5 separate regions of the Mus musculus genome follow, and regions 1, 3, 4 and 5 are each linked to region 2. Evidence: chromatin contacts called from public Hi-C data. All regions are on one chromosome and are shown on one strand. The core of a region is the stretch at or near the end of the contact, and the rest is flanking DNA. Distances in the headings are between cores, read along the strand shown. Region 1 overlaps Pvt1 (Pvt1 oncogene). Region 2 has its middle 51 kb from the start of Gm30113. Region 3 has its middle 260 kb from the start of Pvt1. Region 4 overlaps Pvt1 (Pvt1 oncogene). Region 5 overlaps Pvt1 (Pvt1 oncogene).

Evidence for each region. A called contact is a pair of places that touch in the nucleus more often than the background predicts.
Region 1: a Hi-C map of liver shows a contact between it and region 2, with 5 times the contacts expected there. The contact joins two enhancer-like sites. A contact is called at or near these places in 2 of 484 Hi-C or Micro-C datasets (liver and stem cell-derived neural stem cells) and 2 of 115 datasets of contacts at active chromatin or transcription factors (astrocytes and microglia).
Region 3: a contact with region 2 is called in a Hi-C map of liver, with 3 times the contacts expected there. The contact joins two enhancer-like sites. A contact is called at or near these places in 1 of 484 Hi-C or Micro-C datasets (liver) and 1 of 115 datasets of contacts at active chromatin or transcription factors (astrocytes).
Region 4: a contact with region 2 is called in a Hi-C map of liver, with 3 times the contacts expected there. The contact joins two enhancer-like sites. A contact is called at or near these places in 1 of 484 Hi-C or Micro-C datasets (liver) and 2 of 115 datasets of contacts at active chromatin or transcription factors (astrocytes and cardiomyocytes).
Region 5: a Hi-C map of the N1E-115 cell line shows a contact between it and region 2, with 4 times the contacts expected there. The contact joins two enhancer-like sites. A contact is called at or near these places in 1 of 484 Hi-C or Micro-C datasets (the N1E-115 cell line) and 2 of 115 datasets of contacts at active chromatin or transcription factors (astrocytes and stem cell-derived neural progenitor cells).

What each region holds. Positions count from the first base shown.
Region 1 is chr15:62,078,274-62,081,506 of GRCm38.p6, reverse strand. All of the region lies in intron 1 of Pvt1 (Pvt1 oncogene), which reads right to left. Among named protein-coding and RNA genes, the nearest start is that of Pvt1, 42 kb to the right of the region's middle. Within about 2 kb of position 1,701, at least 192 of the 459 cell types and tissues checked have an H3K27ac peak or open chromatin away from gene starts, as enhancers often do. A contact at or near this core is called in liver and stem cell-derived neural stem cells, where this site is marked.
Region 2 is chr15:62,901,395-62,904,603 of GRCm38.p6, reverse strand. No RefSeq gene overlaps it. Among named protein-coding and RNA genes, the nearest start is that of Gm30113, 51 kb to the left of the region's middle. RefSeq lists an enhancer at 704-1,910. Within about 2 kb of position 1,278, at least 78 of the 459 cell types and tissues checked have an H3K27ac peak or open chromatin away from gene starts, as enhancers often do. A contact at or near this core is called in the N1E-115 cell line, liver and stem cell-derived neural stem cells, where this site is marked.
Region 3 is chr15:62,293,725-62,296,793 of GRCm38.p6, reverse strand. No RefSeq gene overlaps it. Among named protein-coding and RNA genes, the nearest start is that of Pvt1, 260 kb to the right of the region's middle. Within about 2 kb of position 1,318, at least 64 of the 459 cell types and tissues checked have an H3K27ac peak or open chromatin away from gene starts, as enhancers often do. A contact at or near this core is called in liver, where this site is marked.
Region 4 is chr15:62,256,549-62,259,506 of GRCm38.p6, reverse strand. It overlaps Pvt1 (Pvt1 oncogene), which reads right to left. Exons shown (of 5, transcript NR_132747.1): 5 at 1-1,086. Among named protein-coding and RNA genes, the nearest start is that of Pvt1, 220 kb to the right of the region's middle. Within about 2 kb of position 1,331, at least 102 of the 459 cell types and tissues checked have an H3K27ac peak or open chromatin away from gene starts, as enhancers often do. A contact at or near this core is called in liver, where this site is marked.
Region 5 is chr15:62,221,047-62,224,205 of GRCm38.p6, reverse strand. The region is part of intron 2 of Pvt1 (Pvt1 oncogene); the gene reads right to left. Among named protein-coding and RNA genes, the nearest start is that of Pvt1, 180 kb to the right of the region's middle. Within about 2 kb of position 1,340, at least 62 of the 459 cell types and tissues checked have an H3K27ac peak or open chromatin away from gene starts, as enhancers often do. A contact at or near this core is called in the N1E-115 cell line, where this site is marked.

The DNA.
Region 1 (3,233 bases), core at 452-2,951, 820 kb after region 2:
CTCACCACACACGGATTGTTTGTTTGTTTGTTTGTTTGTTTGGAGACAGGGTTTCTCTGTGTAGCCCTGGCTGTCCTGGAACTCACTCTGTAGATCAGGCTGGCCTCGAACTCAGAGATCTGCCTGCCTCTGCCTCCCAAGTGCTGGGATTAAAGGCGTGAGCCAACACTGCCTTGCCACACACGAATTCATACGTGCACACATAAATAAAATAAACATAATAGGATATATTTTTATAGTGTCACTAAAAATGAATCCCGAGGTAGAAAAAAGGAAAGGATCAAAAAGGTAGGTCCAGATCACAGAGGCAACTGTTGTACATCAGTTTGTGAAAAACTACTCACATGGCCATCCTTTTTGAAAGGCCCCAATGCTGGATGATGTCCTTAGAAAATGAATCATTCCTGGACACAAGAGAGTTCTGAAAGCTTCTATCAAAACCAGAAATCTGGTGGCATAGCCTATAACTGCACTAGGAAGACAGGGAAGGGGGGATCAGAAGGTTGGGAACAACCTTGTTCTACAGCAACACTCTATTAGAAATTTCCCCATCACCATCTGCCTTTATGCTACTATTCAAAATGCCCGCCTTCGAAGCGTGTCCATACCCAAAGCTCTTTCCAGCTCACTCATCACCTTCCATAGAAGGTAACAATGGCCTCCTAATCATCTCTCTAGTCATGAGGTTCCTGGTGAATTCAAAGGATGACTGTTTTCCATCTTGCCCTACAGATCTTTGAGGTCTAGCCCATCTGGCCCCAGTGGATAAGTGGTGGCTGAACACTGGACCACTTCCACAAGTGGCTCACATCAGCACTAACACATGGGTCATCAGCCTTACCTAGGAAGCCATAAAACAGACTCCTTCCCAAAGGATGGGTTAGGCTTTAGAACTAGCACTAGCCGGCAGAGGTGACTCCACCAAAGCCACATGAGCAGAGGAAAAGTTCTAGAGCCCAAACCCTTGCAGTATGTCCTGTGCTAGCACAACTATGCAACCAACCATCTTTCCACTCAGGGTCAGCTAGGGCTCTATCTCCAGTGCTACCGGACAGATACAGTATATACAGAGTCCTCCCTGCCAAGCTCCTAGCTGTTCCCTGCCCCCAACAGTTGAAAGCCCTCCTCTATCAGAGGCCAGATCGGGCCTCAGCATTCAGTCTCACCCCATAGAGAGCCTAGGCCTTCTAAAGACATTTTTATTTGTCTAAAGACATTTTACCTTGGGAGTTGGCTTCCTGCACTACAGGACAGCTGCCTTAAGAGGAAGACTCGAGGCAACCAGATTGGGTGGGGGTTTGGGGGAGGGGTGCTAAACTGAGTCAGGCAGGTCTGAGCATCAAATTCTAGATACTCTGATATTCTGACTTATGCTTCTCACTCTGCCTCTGAACTGGTATCATCTACTAGACCCCATTCCTTCAAACACCAAATGGGTATAAGGACAGTGAGATTTAATACACAAGAATTCTTCCACTTGTTCACTAAAAAAAAAAAAAAAAAAAAAAAAAAAAAAAAAAAAAAGATTGAATTCTCAAGGTAGCTTCAGGATGCTCCCAAAACACGCACGATACAAGAAAGTTGGCTGATCTTCCTGAGACGCACCTAGGGCCCAGGAATCTGCCCTACTTCACTCTTGCCCCAGCTTGCTTAATCACCGCCCTGGCTCCCTGCCTGTCAGCCAGCTGCTGACTTGAATTGAACTTTTGGATTCTGAATCCTAGCTGGCAGCCCGAGGTGTGTATCACTCCCTAGCCTACACACATAGGCCTAGAAAGGAATCAGGGTAAAAGAGTCCTTGAGGAGGACAGAGAGGGTCAAATGCCAGTGTGAACTGCCTTTAAATGCCCCAAGAGTCAGGACAGCCCATCTGGGTCCCACACAAGGGCTCACTGTTGAGTACACAGCTGTACCACTTGTGACTCAGAGAATGACTCAGCAGTCCACTAGAAGAGCATGCAGAAAAGCTTTTGAGTCACTTCTAGAAGGGGGGGGGGGGGGTGTGCCAAGCTACCAGCACAGCTCAGTCCAGAGGAATGCCCTCCCCTGCCAGCCTTGCCCACTGCCTGAGATTCATACACTCGGTATCCCAGCAGGGGCACGTGATGGGCCTGACACTGGGCCAGGCCAAATAGGCAGGGGCAACAAAAGTCCCATTTCCCGGCTGGGATGAGATCATTGTGAAGCGGGGGAGAAAGGAAGCAGGATCCAGGACCCAAGAAGGGGTGGGGATGGCCAGGAAGTCAGCAAGCATCCCTGCTAGGATAGAACAGGGAACAAAGGGGCAAAATAGAGCCTGGGCCCAAGGGCACAATGGGACCCCCAGTGTAAATTACTCTGAATGGCACACAGACTCAGAGAGTATCTTGTACCACCCCCATCCCCAACCTCCCACATTTCCCTCCTTCTTCATTCATCTTTATTTATTAGAACTCAACTTTGGTTACTCAGCCCAGCAAATACACCCCTACAGAAAGCTTCTGTCACAACCAGCTTGAGTCAAGATATACTGTGGAGACCTCTACATCAGCATGCCCCTCCCCTCCCGCAGAGTCCCTCTATTCTATTCCTTCTTTATGGGACCTGTGCAGCTCCTGCTGCAGCTCTTCCATACAGACTTCCAGGAGAAGTGAGAAACTTGCTTTCTTTCTCAGCAACCTCTAGGTTGGCAAAGTCACAAGAGCATTGCCCTACAAGCTGAAGAGCATGCTCTATATTAGAGCAAAGGCGGGCCAAGCCCCTGGAGGGATCACTATCAAAGAGCATCCAGGTCATTCACTTAAGGCTGGGCATGGTGGCCACATACCCTTGGCCCCAGTGTTTGAGAGGCAGAGGCAGGACAATCTTTGAGTTAGAGACTAGCCTGGCCTTCATAGCAAGCTCAAGGACAGCCAGGACTACTTAGAGACCCTGTCTCAAAAATAGAGAGAAAGAGAGAAAGAGAGAGAGAAAGAAAGGAAGGAAGGAAGGAAGGAAGGAAGGAAGGAAGGAAGGAAGGAAGGAAGGAAGGAAGGAAGAAAAAAGAGGGAGAGAGGGAGGGAGGGAGGGAGGGAGGGAGGGAGGGAGGGAGGGAGGGAGGGAGGGAGGGAGGAAGGGACCAGAAGTTGAGAAAGGTAGGTAGTCACCTATGTCTTCCTGATAATAAGGAATGGCCAATGGCCTCAGCTCATTTTACTCAGCCTTGTTTTGGTTCTCTGGCTTTACCTCCTCGTCTTGCTGAGATGCTGCAAAGT
Region 2 (3,209 bases), core at 29-2,528:
TGACCACTTTCCCACTGGAAGTACTATTTCTATCCAGGAAAAAAATAATCTAGCTTCAGAGATCAGACATTCGTGTTTCCTGATTGTGGGTGGACTTCCAGGGGCAAAGGGTCAGCCTGTTTTACTGTCTCCACTGCCCTTTCTCATGTTCATTCAGTTTCTCAATCATGGGAATCCTTTTTTCTCCCTTCTATAGACTGAGTTCCACTTGTTATGGCTTTAAGGTTGCAAACATATGTAGCTGTCATAGTCCAGATTTTCAACTGTGGCTCAGTCTGTTGTCTTGTACTCTATTTTTACATGTCTTCTTTATGCTTCCTACATGTTAATTGCCTTCTTCACAAAATGGGATTAGAACATGTATTTTGCATTATAATGGCAACGCACACGAAATGCTTCATGCATAAGACACAATGTAGGATTATAATCTGAAATAAAATTGATGCCGAGCTAGGTTCTTTAGCTTTGTAAATCTTTTATCACTAGCATGCTGATTGATTCATAAAAATATTTTGTCAGGTTATTTTTTCCTTAAGCAATAAAACATTCTTCAGGATGATTACATCAATAATCCTGTATCAGTGAACTATTAGTGTAGGCAAATGATGATGATGTAGAGGAAGAGGAGGACTAGAAGGAGAAGGAAGAAGAGGAGAAGGGAAGAGAAGGAGGCTGTTTATCAGATGTAGGCTTTAGTGAGCTCCACCTTGAAGAAACTGTGTTCCCCTGTGCAGTTTTAACCCTGACCTTGCAGACTTAAGTCATCGTCTCTGCATTCGGGTACAGGTGTGTCATACACGTGTCCTTCCTGTCATAACGTAAGAAATTAATATGTGTGAGCTCCCTTTCCCTCACGACATGGTCTTTTGAAAACAATTCATTTGTACTCATCATTCTGTGGGATGTGTGCTCTTTTAAGCAATGTTGGTGGATGAAAGGCGCCTCAGATGGGATTCCTAATACAATGCACGGCCTAAAGCACGGATATCCCACCACCCCCACCATCCTGCTTCTCCCTATAATCCCAGATTTGTTTCTCATTTAGAAAAAATCGCTTCAACATTCAAAAGGAAACGGGGTCTTCCGAGGGAAGTCAAGTCTCTTTATACTTTGCCAGAAAACTTTCCCACAAAGAGGAAATTCTACAAATACTCAGATGACATCATTGAGAAAAGGCTCTTGTTCCCCCAGGGTCCAGCCTCCCTGGAAGATGACAAGGGTTAGGAATAGACAAACCTTGGCCACTTGTCGGATTTGGCAAGAGGCAGTCAACAGCTGGTCCAGCGGGTTAATTAGCCCTGCTCTCTGCTCCCGTCCAGCCTTTACTGGCAAAGGCAGAGGCAAGACGCTCTGGCCCACTTGCTTTTCTCTTTCTATTAACAAAGCCCAGTGCCATCGGATTACCTTGGCCTCCAGCCAGGCCTGCGTGCCCTTTGCCTGCCTGTGAGTTGCCATGGCGATGGTGATGTGCCTTTTGCCAACGAAGCAGCTGGCAGATGGGTAGCAGATTACCTGCCAAGCAGATTTACTAGCTCCAAAGTGCAGACCTCTCTTGAACAAGTGAAAGGGGTGGGGGCGGGGTGGGGTTTGTTTTCCACTCTCAGGAAATAAGAAGGGAGCATTTTCTACACCTTTTACCCCATTGGTTCTATTTTAATTTTCAAACAAAAGATGATTATTTGTCATCTGTCCAGATGCCCATCTGCTAAGTACATAGGCCTATCTGGTGTATTTTTTTTTAAGACAGTCAATAAACAATTTATTCTTTGCCTTTTCTGTAACACACATGCCACCGCCCTCAGCATCCTGAGTCAGGATGCAACGCTTTTTCAGGGATGATAGCTCCCAGGAAGTGAAAGCAATTACCATCTAGACAGAAAGGAGTGCCCACAGCAACAGAACTGTGAAAACTTGGAAACGGAAGAGTGTTGGTTGTACTTCCCAAGGAGGATATATCCAGGAAGTCTGGCTTCCTGAACTTTAGGGTGTCTGCTTGCATCTCAAATAATGATTAAGGATTAATTGTGTCCAGTTAGCTTTTATCCATGTTCAGCATAGTTTTAACTTTCAAAGACACACACACTATTGAGGCTGCCATCCCAAATTCAGAGGAAGGAGTACAGTGGGTGGCAAGGGTGTAGAATAGCATGAATCTAAGATCTATGTCTGGGAAAGAGTCAGAAGAAGTAAACTGGTAAGTTTCTGTGCTTCTTCCAGTCTTCCTGGGTGTGCTAGAGGGATACACTTCCCAGATGATTGGACACTAGTAAAGGTTATGTCATTAATCATCAGAGGAAGGCAAATCAAAACCACCAGGAGTTGTTTCCTCGACCCAGTCAAGAATGGCCATTACGAAAAAGACCAAAGATAACTAGTGCTGTGTGTAGAGAAAAGGAAACCCTTGCACACTGCTGGTGGGAATGCAAATCAGTCCAGCCATATGGAAAACAGTATGGAGGTTCCTCGAAAAAATTAAAAATAGAACCACCATATGATCTAGCAATACTAGCTCTGGGTACATATCCAAAAGAAATTAAATCAGTATGTTGAAAAGATGTGTACTGTCCCACGCTTACTCCAGCACTATTGACAATAGCTGAGAAGTGAAAACAACACACACATCCATCAACAGATGAGTAGATGAAGGAAGTGTGATACATAGGTATGATGAAATATTATTTGGCTATAAGAGAAGATGTTTTCCTGTCATTTGTAACACTATGGGTAGAACATGGAAGTGATACTATCAAATGAACTAAGTCAAGTACCATTTCTGATCTGTCTCATACATAGAGGTCTAAAAGAATCGATCTCATAGAAAGTTACAATAAAATGCCGGTTCCTGTAGGCTTGGGAAGATGGGGAAGGGGAAGATTGAAAAGTTGATCATACAAGTGTAATAAATTATACTATAATAAGAGGTAGACATTCAGTAGAGTGAGTATGAATAACAATTGGCAACTGCATAATGCAAAAATCAGTTAAGTTTCCACCATGAGAAGTGATGAGTTCAAACAATTAGATATGTTCATCTCAACTTACAAATTGCAGATGGAGTATATGTGTCAAAAACATCGCACCGAACTTCCGCTAGAGTTTTAATTGTCAACCTGACACAACCTAGATTCTTTTAGGAAAGCAGCCTCAACTGAAGGATTTCCCAGAACAGATTCACTTGTGAGTACCCATGTCTGTTGGGGATTGTCTTA
Region 3 (3,069 bases), core at 69-2,568, 610 kb after region 2:
GCTTTCTACTCTATGTTATTTCATAGACATTGGGAGAACCCAAAACTTACTCTAGAAGCCAATTGCATAAACTATATTGGACTTCCATTTCTTAGGGAAGTAAGCCAAGGCAAAAGTGGGAGACAGAAAAAATAAAAAGAGTCCAAGATGGAGTGGAACAGGCATGATTCCTACCACTGTTCTGTTCCCTCCTAGTACCCATTCTGGTTTTTAGTTCTACCTTAGTTCCTTCATGATTACAATTTCACTACCTCTATGCACTCTATGAGGGTGAGTTCAGTGATGTTTTCATAGCTAGATCATCATAGCTTGGCCCTGTGTCAGTTACATAGAGGATGAGCAATAAACACCAGGTAGGAGGAATTTAATATTAAACAAAGTGAAAGGTGTTTATAAGTTCACATAGAGAAAGAGCTTGGAAATGGAGGAATGTTTATTTTTTTATTCTGAGCTTTGAAAATAGAGGCCATAGGGTCTCCTAGACCTATATTCCCCAGCTAAGAATTAATAATATTACACCCACAAAATACATCCAAGGAGATAAAGCCACTAACCCTCAGACTTGACAAATTGAGTTTGATCCTCAGGACCCACAGGGTGGAAGGAAAGAACCAACTTCTACAAGTTGTACTCTAATCTTCACAACTATGCCATGGCATATTGTACAGGTACACACACACACACACACACACACACACACACACACCATGCATGCACACACAAATAAGTGTAATTTAAAAATTATTTTTAAAGCAGTGATATCAATCTATGAAGATAAATGAGACGAGGTGTATAATAATGATGTCAACTGTCATTTATTGATTCCTGCGGCCTATGCCAGGCCTGTTGTGCATACTAACTCTAATTTTCTAAATGGTGCTAGAAACTTTCTATTATCCCCATTTGAAGATGAAATAGCGAAGGCTCAGCAAGTCCTTAATAACTGCCACTTAAATCCAGCTCATCCATAAGGAGGTGGCACTGTAAAGGCTGGATGGCAAGGATGCAAGGCAGAAGGTTACCCTAATCTGAGTTCGCCAGGGTCCAGGCAGCTACGCCTATAGCAGGCTACAGAGTCAGAGTTTGAAGTGAGAAAAATCGAATGGGCTGACACACTTTACCAAAGACTCAAGTTCCAAGTAGGGTAGAAAGCCATCTGGCACCCCTGCTGCTCACAGCACAGCCACCTGGGTGCCCTTCTTTCTTCCTTTCCTCTCCTCCCTGCACCTAAAACAAACCTGTCCTGCAGGGAGCGAGAGCCAGAGCAAAGAAGCTGGGCTCCTCCCCCTTGCTTTGGGAGCAGAAGAGAAGACAGGAGGAAATTGTGCCAAAGGTCATGGTGTTCTGGTCAGCGTGTTCCAGCTTTGAAACTCTGAGAGCTGCCAGGGTCCAGGCAAGAAAAAAAAAAATGCTGCAGGCTGATCCACCTGCCAGCTCCGAAAAGCTCCAGCTGGGCTGCAGCCTCCATGGCAACTGCACCCAGCAAGCAAGGTTAAGATCCCCAGAGATTTCATTCCAGCCCCAGCAGCAGCACGGGAACCTGTGACTGCAGGAATGGCTAAGCTAGAAAGTACACAGGTCTTCAGAGTTGTGCCTGCAGACATTGCTGTCTTTGTCTCCCAAACCCTGCCTTATATATATCCTCGTTCCCAAAGTCCCCCAAAGGATAATAATCGTTTCTTCACTCCTGGGCTTTCTTTTTCCCATACTTTGCTTAGTGCTGAATCCTCCCATCTAATGTTGATATTCACTTTCTGAGAACCTGACACAGGGCCAAACTGTGACTGATTGTGGAACCACTATTCTCCTTGTAAAGTACACAGCTCGAGAGAGAAACTAGGCACTGAGTAGGCAAACTAAGATAGAACTAAAAATAGATTAGGTTCTTTGAGGACTCTATAGAAGAGGAAAGCAAACAGGAGTCCTATCAAGGTTTCTTTGGGTAGAAAACTCTGAGGTGAAGGACTGAAGAGTCAGCAGGAAGCTGCCATGTGGGGCCAGTAGTTGGGGGTAAGGGTTGTTAGCAAAGATGGAGAGATGGAGAACAAAGGTCCTGGGACAGGAAAAAAAAGAGGAGAAAATGTAAGGATCTGAAGCAGTGAAGAAGTATGATGCATGAGCAGGTGTTACCAACACAACCGGAGGGCGTTGAAAATACTCCTGATGTCTGGATGTCCCAGTTTCCCATCAAAAGATTATGAAAAGTTCTGAAGAGGTCTCTCAGTTGAAGGGATGCAGTAGCAACCTGAACCAGAAGAAGAAGAAGAAGAAGAAGAAGAAGAAGAAGAAGAAGAAGAAGAAGAAGAAGAAGAGGAGGAGGAGGAGGAGGAGGAGGAGGAGGAGGAGGAGGAGGAGGAGGAGGAGGAGGAGGAGGAGGAGGAGGAGGAGGAGGAGTAATAGTATGAAAATCAGTATGGGTATATCCTCTGCATGAAGCTAGTCCTGCACAAAATGTTGTCAGTGGTGGTCCTGACCCCACCTCCACCCCTAAAAAAAAAATGCTTAATGTGACTGATGTTTTCATTATCACTACAGCATCACCTTTCTGGCTCTAACTTCATCTTCTGTTGGTTTTCCCCAAAAAAATGGCAGACAAAATGGGATTGACGTACACAGCCCTAAGAACCCTAAAGGATGTCTTATAGAAGAATCCACACTGAAGACCTAGGGTGACACAGACTCAAATCTACCTCATGACTTAGGCTTAGGTTTGCAGGTGACCAGCCTTGCTAGGACTCATTTTTCTGTTCTGCAGAGTGAGGGTGATGATCCCTATATCTTAGTGCAGTGGCCAAATCTTAACACGACTCAGGAAAAGTCCCTGCACACAGCATGCATGAAAGGAAAGAGCAAGGCTCTTTCCATGAAAAAAGACTGGACCCTAAGCTTCAGATAGTCTCACCACACCTCCCCAGACTCCTTATGTGTCCCAAGACACATCTGGTAGACCAGATTTGGGCCATTAATGCATAATAATTCAGCAAGCTTCCAAGATCTAACAGATGTTGAATCTAGGCCCAACTCCCATCACTGGCCACCCTGGACAAATGATTCCTCTGGTGTTCCATA
Region 4 (2,958 bases), core at 82-2,581, 650 kb after region 2:
GAGGACAGGGAGGGCTGCAAGTCCACTTAGCTGGAGATTCGGAACTGACAGGCATAGCCTTGCCTGAAGGCCAGGCCTTTATCCATCTTAAGATGGCTTGGACCTGTGAAAGGAATTCTGATAGGAAGAATATAGAGATGGCTGCCTGGCTGCCTCCAGGAGTTTGACACACACTGTGCCACACACAGTAGGCAGCTATGCCCCTGTTTCTGTGTCCAACTCCAGGCTATGGCCAGGCAGGACATGTCATGGCTGGTCAGCATGGTTGTACCTACTCAGTTGAATCATTAAGCAAGAGCTAGAGCTATGGACACCATGCTTATATAATACAGACAGAATGAAGACAGGGAAACTGAGGCCCAGGAGCCACTAGGGATCTCTGCAAATAACAATGCTCCAGGCACCATAGTAAACTTTTTCTGAAGATCGCTAAGGATATTGAATCCTCACAATGGCACAGTGCACTCTTATACGTCACTGCCCTAGTGTTTTTTCCTATTGCTGTGATAAACACCACGACCAACAGTAACAGAGAGGAAAGAAGGGTTTGTTTGGCTTACATGTTTGCATCAGTCATTCGCTGAGGAAATTAAGGGCAGGAGCAGAGACAGGGACCATGGAGGAGACCTACTTACTGGCTTGCTCCCAGGCGCATGCTTAGCTTCCCTTCTGATATAAGCCAGGACCCCATGTCCAGGAGATGGCACCACCCACAGTGGGCTAAGCTGTCCTCCATCAATTAGCAACTATGAAAAGGCCTCAGAGACATGCCTACGGGCTAATCAAATGTAGGCAACTCCTCAACGGAGATTCCTTCTTCCCAGGTACCAGGGAATATCAAAGTGACCAAAAAGCAAATAGCAGAGCCATGTGTACTGTAACCTATATTGTCAATCAGTGTGTTGTAGGTGTGACCGTGGTTAGAAACCTTAAGCATGAGCCATTTCCGGGGTTGTTCTTGCTCTCCTTATGAAGAGGATAGTGAGGATGAACTCAGGCTGTTTAGCACTATCCATCTTTTTCCCCAACACGCTCATGTCCTTTAATATTTGACTCCTGTTGGAAAACCACACTGGAGAGCCGAGCCTGTAGGAAAAAGAAAGTGGAGAAGGTAAAAGAATTGTCTTGGAGCCACTGAAGACCTAAGCTTTTCCCCTTCTAGTCCCCCAGAAGGGGAAAGAAACTGTATTTGCCAGCAGACTTAGGGATGGTTCTGAATAAAGGTTTGCACGCTTTTCCAGAGTGCAAACAATGCTAGCTAGGGACAGCCCTGAGGCTCATGGGCACACAGGCTTAGCAGGCAAGGAGGCGGGGCTGGATGGAGCTGGACAGGACCCAGCACACAGCTTTGTATAATGAGCTCAGTCAGCCCTGTGGGGTCACTCCAGAACACCAGGGCAACCTCCGTACCAGAAAAACAAACTCATGATCCCTGGCCAGGCAGGCACCATCCAAAGAGTAAACAGGAGTGATCACACCCCAGGGACCCCCCCCCCCCAATACTCCTCCCTGTCCTGTTGGGCTAATAATAATCTCAGTAAGTAACATGCACAGTGGATTAATGTGTCAGGCACATGGGCCCAGGGGCTTGTATACACCTTTTTAACCATCAGAAAGCCCTTGGTGTGAGTGGACAGGAAAAACAACTTCCAGCATTCTGCGGCAGCATACAGGAAAGAGGAGCTACAACATATCACAAGAGAGCCGCCAGGTTGTGACTGTTTCCATACACAATGATGTTTTTGAGATGATTGACAACTCATTAGCCTGACCCCAATTGTACGTTTGCATGTATTGAGATGCCTTACCACACCGATAAATATACACAATTACCATAAAATATGGGAATGATTAAAAAAATATCCATTTTACAAGTGAGAAATTAGGATTCACGGGTCCCTTAAGCTATATAATAGTAGAATGTAAGTGAGACTCTAGGCTGCTCCAGTGACTGCCACATGAGGTTGGGTTGCTGGAGCTGGCACAGTGAATGCATATACACAGATAAGCATGTCACTAAGGAGCCTTGTCTCATTGGTAAAATGGGACCACAGGTTCTAGGCTGGCATTGTGGATGGAGATACAGCTGTTCATAACTGACAAGCATCCTGTAGTTGCCTGTAGTTCCTGTGTAACTTGTGTAGGATCTCAGGCTCACAGCCTCTGACATCTCCCACACTGTGGGATGAAACTAACTTTGGATCTGAAGTTTCCTGTGTGCTCCCACAAGGACCCAACCCAGCCCTGGGCAGTGCTTTCAATTTGATGAAACCTTTAAAGTTCAAGCCTAACAGTAGTTCCAAAGGTCTTACAGGAATGTGTGTTCAGTCCCTGGTCACCCCTCCTACTCCAGCATTTTTTGCCCTTCTGTTCTTTCACCTTATTTTGCATAATTGTGTATTAAAATATCCATACTCCCTTGTGCAAACATTGAAGGGCAGGGCAATCCTTTTATCCTTGAACTATAACAAAAATAAGTTAGGGACTGGATGCTATGTCTCCATATCCATGTGATACAATACTGACCTCTGTTCTGGGGGTGGGATGCGTTGTGTGAGTTTGTGTGTGTATGTGCATGTGTCTGGGTAGGCTCTGGTGGTGTGTTAATTGGTGTGTTACTATGACAGAGTACCTGCAGAGTAGCCTGAGGGAGGAGATGTTTATTGTTGGCTCATGATTTTAACGGATTTCGACCTTTAAAAGAGAAAGAGGTACAGTGGCTGGTGGTATTCATGGTGTGAGCAGCAGCTTTTGTCAGATCAGAAAGCAGAGAGGGAAGCAAGGGCCCGGTGACTCGGTTCAAAGCACATCTTTACTAACCAACCTCTTCTAGACAGCTAATACCTCCCTAAGGCTCCAGTGATCTGAATGATCTGTCTGGGAAGGCTGCACTCTTGGATGGGGACCAGCGTTTACACATAAGCCTATTGGTGGCTACATGTCAGATTTGAACCATGA
Region 5 (3,159 bases), core at 91-2,590, 680 kb after region 2:
TCTGCAGTGAGCTTTTCCTCAGAACAGGTCTCGGGGTCTGCATAAACTCTTTTCCTTCAGAAAGCCATGGCCTTGAAATTGAGACCCTCAAAACTAGTCATGGGAGAGATAGAAAGATCTGACATCACTTCATCCTGCTATAGACAAAGAAACTGAGGCTTTAAGGGGACCACTTGGCAAGTAACACAGGGATGGCACGTTCTGTGTAGACCTTCTGTGTAGATACTGTCTGAATTAGGAAAGTACCAGCAGTGTGTCAGAGGGAGAACAAACTCCAGGTCTGTCCTCCCGATAGAAGCTGAGCATTTCACAGTTCAGTCACCCTGTGGATGCATCCATACAACTCAACTTCCAGGACAGAGCACAAGGCACAGAGCCTCTAGGAAGCTGACTTGGGAGGAGCATAGAAGCGTTCCAACAGCTTGGTTTTAGTAGGAACAGAGATACCCTACCCTACAGAGCCATTGCATAGAAAGCCAGGCTTTGTCCATGCAGCAGGGGATTGCCTGTGCTCCTAGAAAGGGGAGCCTGACACAGGCTGGGGCTCCGCCTCCACCCAATGTTGGCCTGCACCATTATGAGGTTCCCCTCTTCCTTTCTCACTCCCCTCTGCCTAGTCGCTATCAGAGCATCCACATGCAAAAATCTCTAAAGGACCCACTTCTGACAAGGCAAGCCTAGCAGGCCTGGTTGTCATAAGAGATGAAGGCCAGCTGATGCCTGCAACAGCATCAGCTGTCCACTCCTAGGCATCAAGCCCTTCCCACCACCCACCGTGCCAGCCCAGGACATAGAGGTCTGGCAGCCATTGAAAAGAAAAGCTCCTATCTCTGACTCCTCAGCCTCTGATAAGAAATGTCATCCCTTGCTGGGTAATATTACTCTGCTAGATAAGGATCTCTATCTCCTCCAACATATGGCTCACTACAGAACACAGGGTCTGCTGGAGCAGGATAATTTATGCGCTTAAGCTGCAAACCCTGGGCAGTTTGAGAAGTGCATCGAACAGAACAAGAGTCAAATTATAACCTCTTCTGACCTGGCCTTGGGATTCCTCCCTGAGAAATGACAGCAACCTCCTCTACTCTACACACAATAAGCACTTTCACCCTCCTGCTGTCTCTAAAGGGCATTTGCACCAGCGTTATCAAGGCTCATCCTCACCAGGACCTCCAAAGCCGCACTTAAGTCTTCTTTTGCAGATCAGGAAATTGAGATTCAACAAGGGTGAGTAACACAGCCAAGGTCACCCAGGCAGCCGTACCCAGAGCACAGACTCAAACCCCAACAGATCTGACTCACCAGCACACTGTCAGATGGGGAGGCTGATCCAAGCCTCTGGGTTGTCTCTGCTCCAACAACTAAATCAATTAAGTCAGATCTGCCCAGGCTTAACTGGCAATGTCAGCTCCACACTGTAATCTCAAAGGTCCATTTCGATCATTCACCGCTCCTGATTTCTCTGAAGCCTGGGAAGGATGAGGAAGCCTTGTTGAGTCAAGATACTCAAGGAGAGGAAGGGGGCAGGGATGGGACCAGAAGAGGGAGAGAGGAGAGTGGGACTTAGATACTGGCTTCATGCACTCAAGGAGTAGAAGGTAGAAAGAAATTGCGGGAAAATTCTCTCTTCTCTATTGATTCATTCATTCGTTCATTCATTTGTTCATTCATTCGTATCCCTGGACAATCCATTACATGTCCATTCTGGCTTGGCCCTGGTAATCTCACTGTATCTGTAAGCAGTGCTAGACTAGACTTCATGAAAGACTGACAGGTCAGCGAAGAGACAGAGATAACAGAACATGACAGGGGTACCGTGTCTGCAGTAGATTGAATGGCTGATGTGGGGGACCGTGGCTGTGTGTTAAGGAGGAGATGGAAGTGAACCTCACACTCTGCTATTTTATACCCTCCTTTAAAAAAGCCAAGTCATCATGGCTAAGATTGGTGCTATTCTTTAGAGTGATTATTTCAACCATGTTCTGCATTGCCTCCAAGATCCATTAGTAACTACAATTGAACAATTTTAATTGACAAATAAAAATTACACATATTTATGGTATATATAATTGGTATATGGTATATATAATATGGCATATTTTATATATATATGCACATTGTAGAAGTCTAAATTCAACTAATTAATATGTGCATAAGTCATATACTTTTCTTTCCAGCTGACTCTTTTAAATAGCTATATAGCATTTCATTTTATAAAGATGTCCCAATTCAATAACCACAGCTAATAAAACTGAAGAGAGAAGTTACCCAGCCCTTCGCTAGGCAATCTCTAGGAGCTACTTCAGCTCCTTAGGGTGGCCGTACCTAAGACATCTTTCAGATATCCTTCAGATACATGAAGGATACAAGATGCGGTTAATTAATAACAGACTCAAAACCATCCTGAGTTATCACATTTGTAGAATCTCTCTTTGGTCCACTTGAAAGTGAGGAAAGTAAGAAAGGAGAAATAAATTTAGTGTTGTGGGTGGGCCACTTATGGAAAAAAGGACTAAGATGGGTCAGGGTGGATGGCTGGTTCTAATTTCAGTCTCTTTTACTACTGTCATGTGACCTTGATGTCATTGGGGACCTCAGCTTATCCCACGGCAGAGTGGAATAGGAATGGACCTGTCAGACAACGTCCATATTTGAGATTAAGCTGTATGTTTGATAGTCACACTGAGGAGTTATGGAAGCTATTATCTAGGCCTCCTGCAACTGCAGAGAGTGAAGGAGACTCAGGTGCACTCTTCCATGAATTTTTACACAGGGGAAAAGAGATCAAGGAGCAGTCATGCCGGCTACATGAAAGTTTTCCTCAGGCCCACCGCACGGGTGTCAGCAAGGGGACCAGGTGGGGCCAGAGATAGGGCAGGAGCTCAGGGTGTGACAGAGGGCTGCCCAGAGAGGCATTCAGATAGGCTATGCTATCTGTGAACAATAGAACCGTTGTCCTGGACCCGAATCTGACAAGAGGGGATAAGACCCCCGGAAACACAAGCCCAGATAACTAGCCAGGGTGGCCTCTCAACACCATCCCCAGCCTGTCTGTTATTTCATTTATGCCATTCATTCATGCACCCTACAGTGTGTATCAAGCACATACCCAGAATTGTATTAGAAGGTGGAGATATGGTGATGAGTGAGACTCTTGGC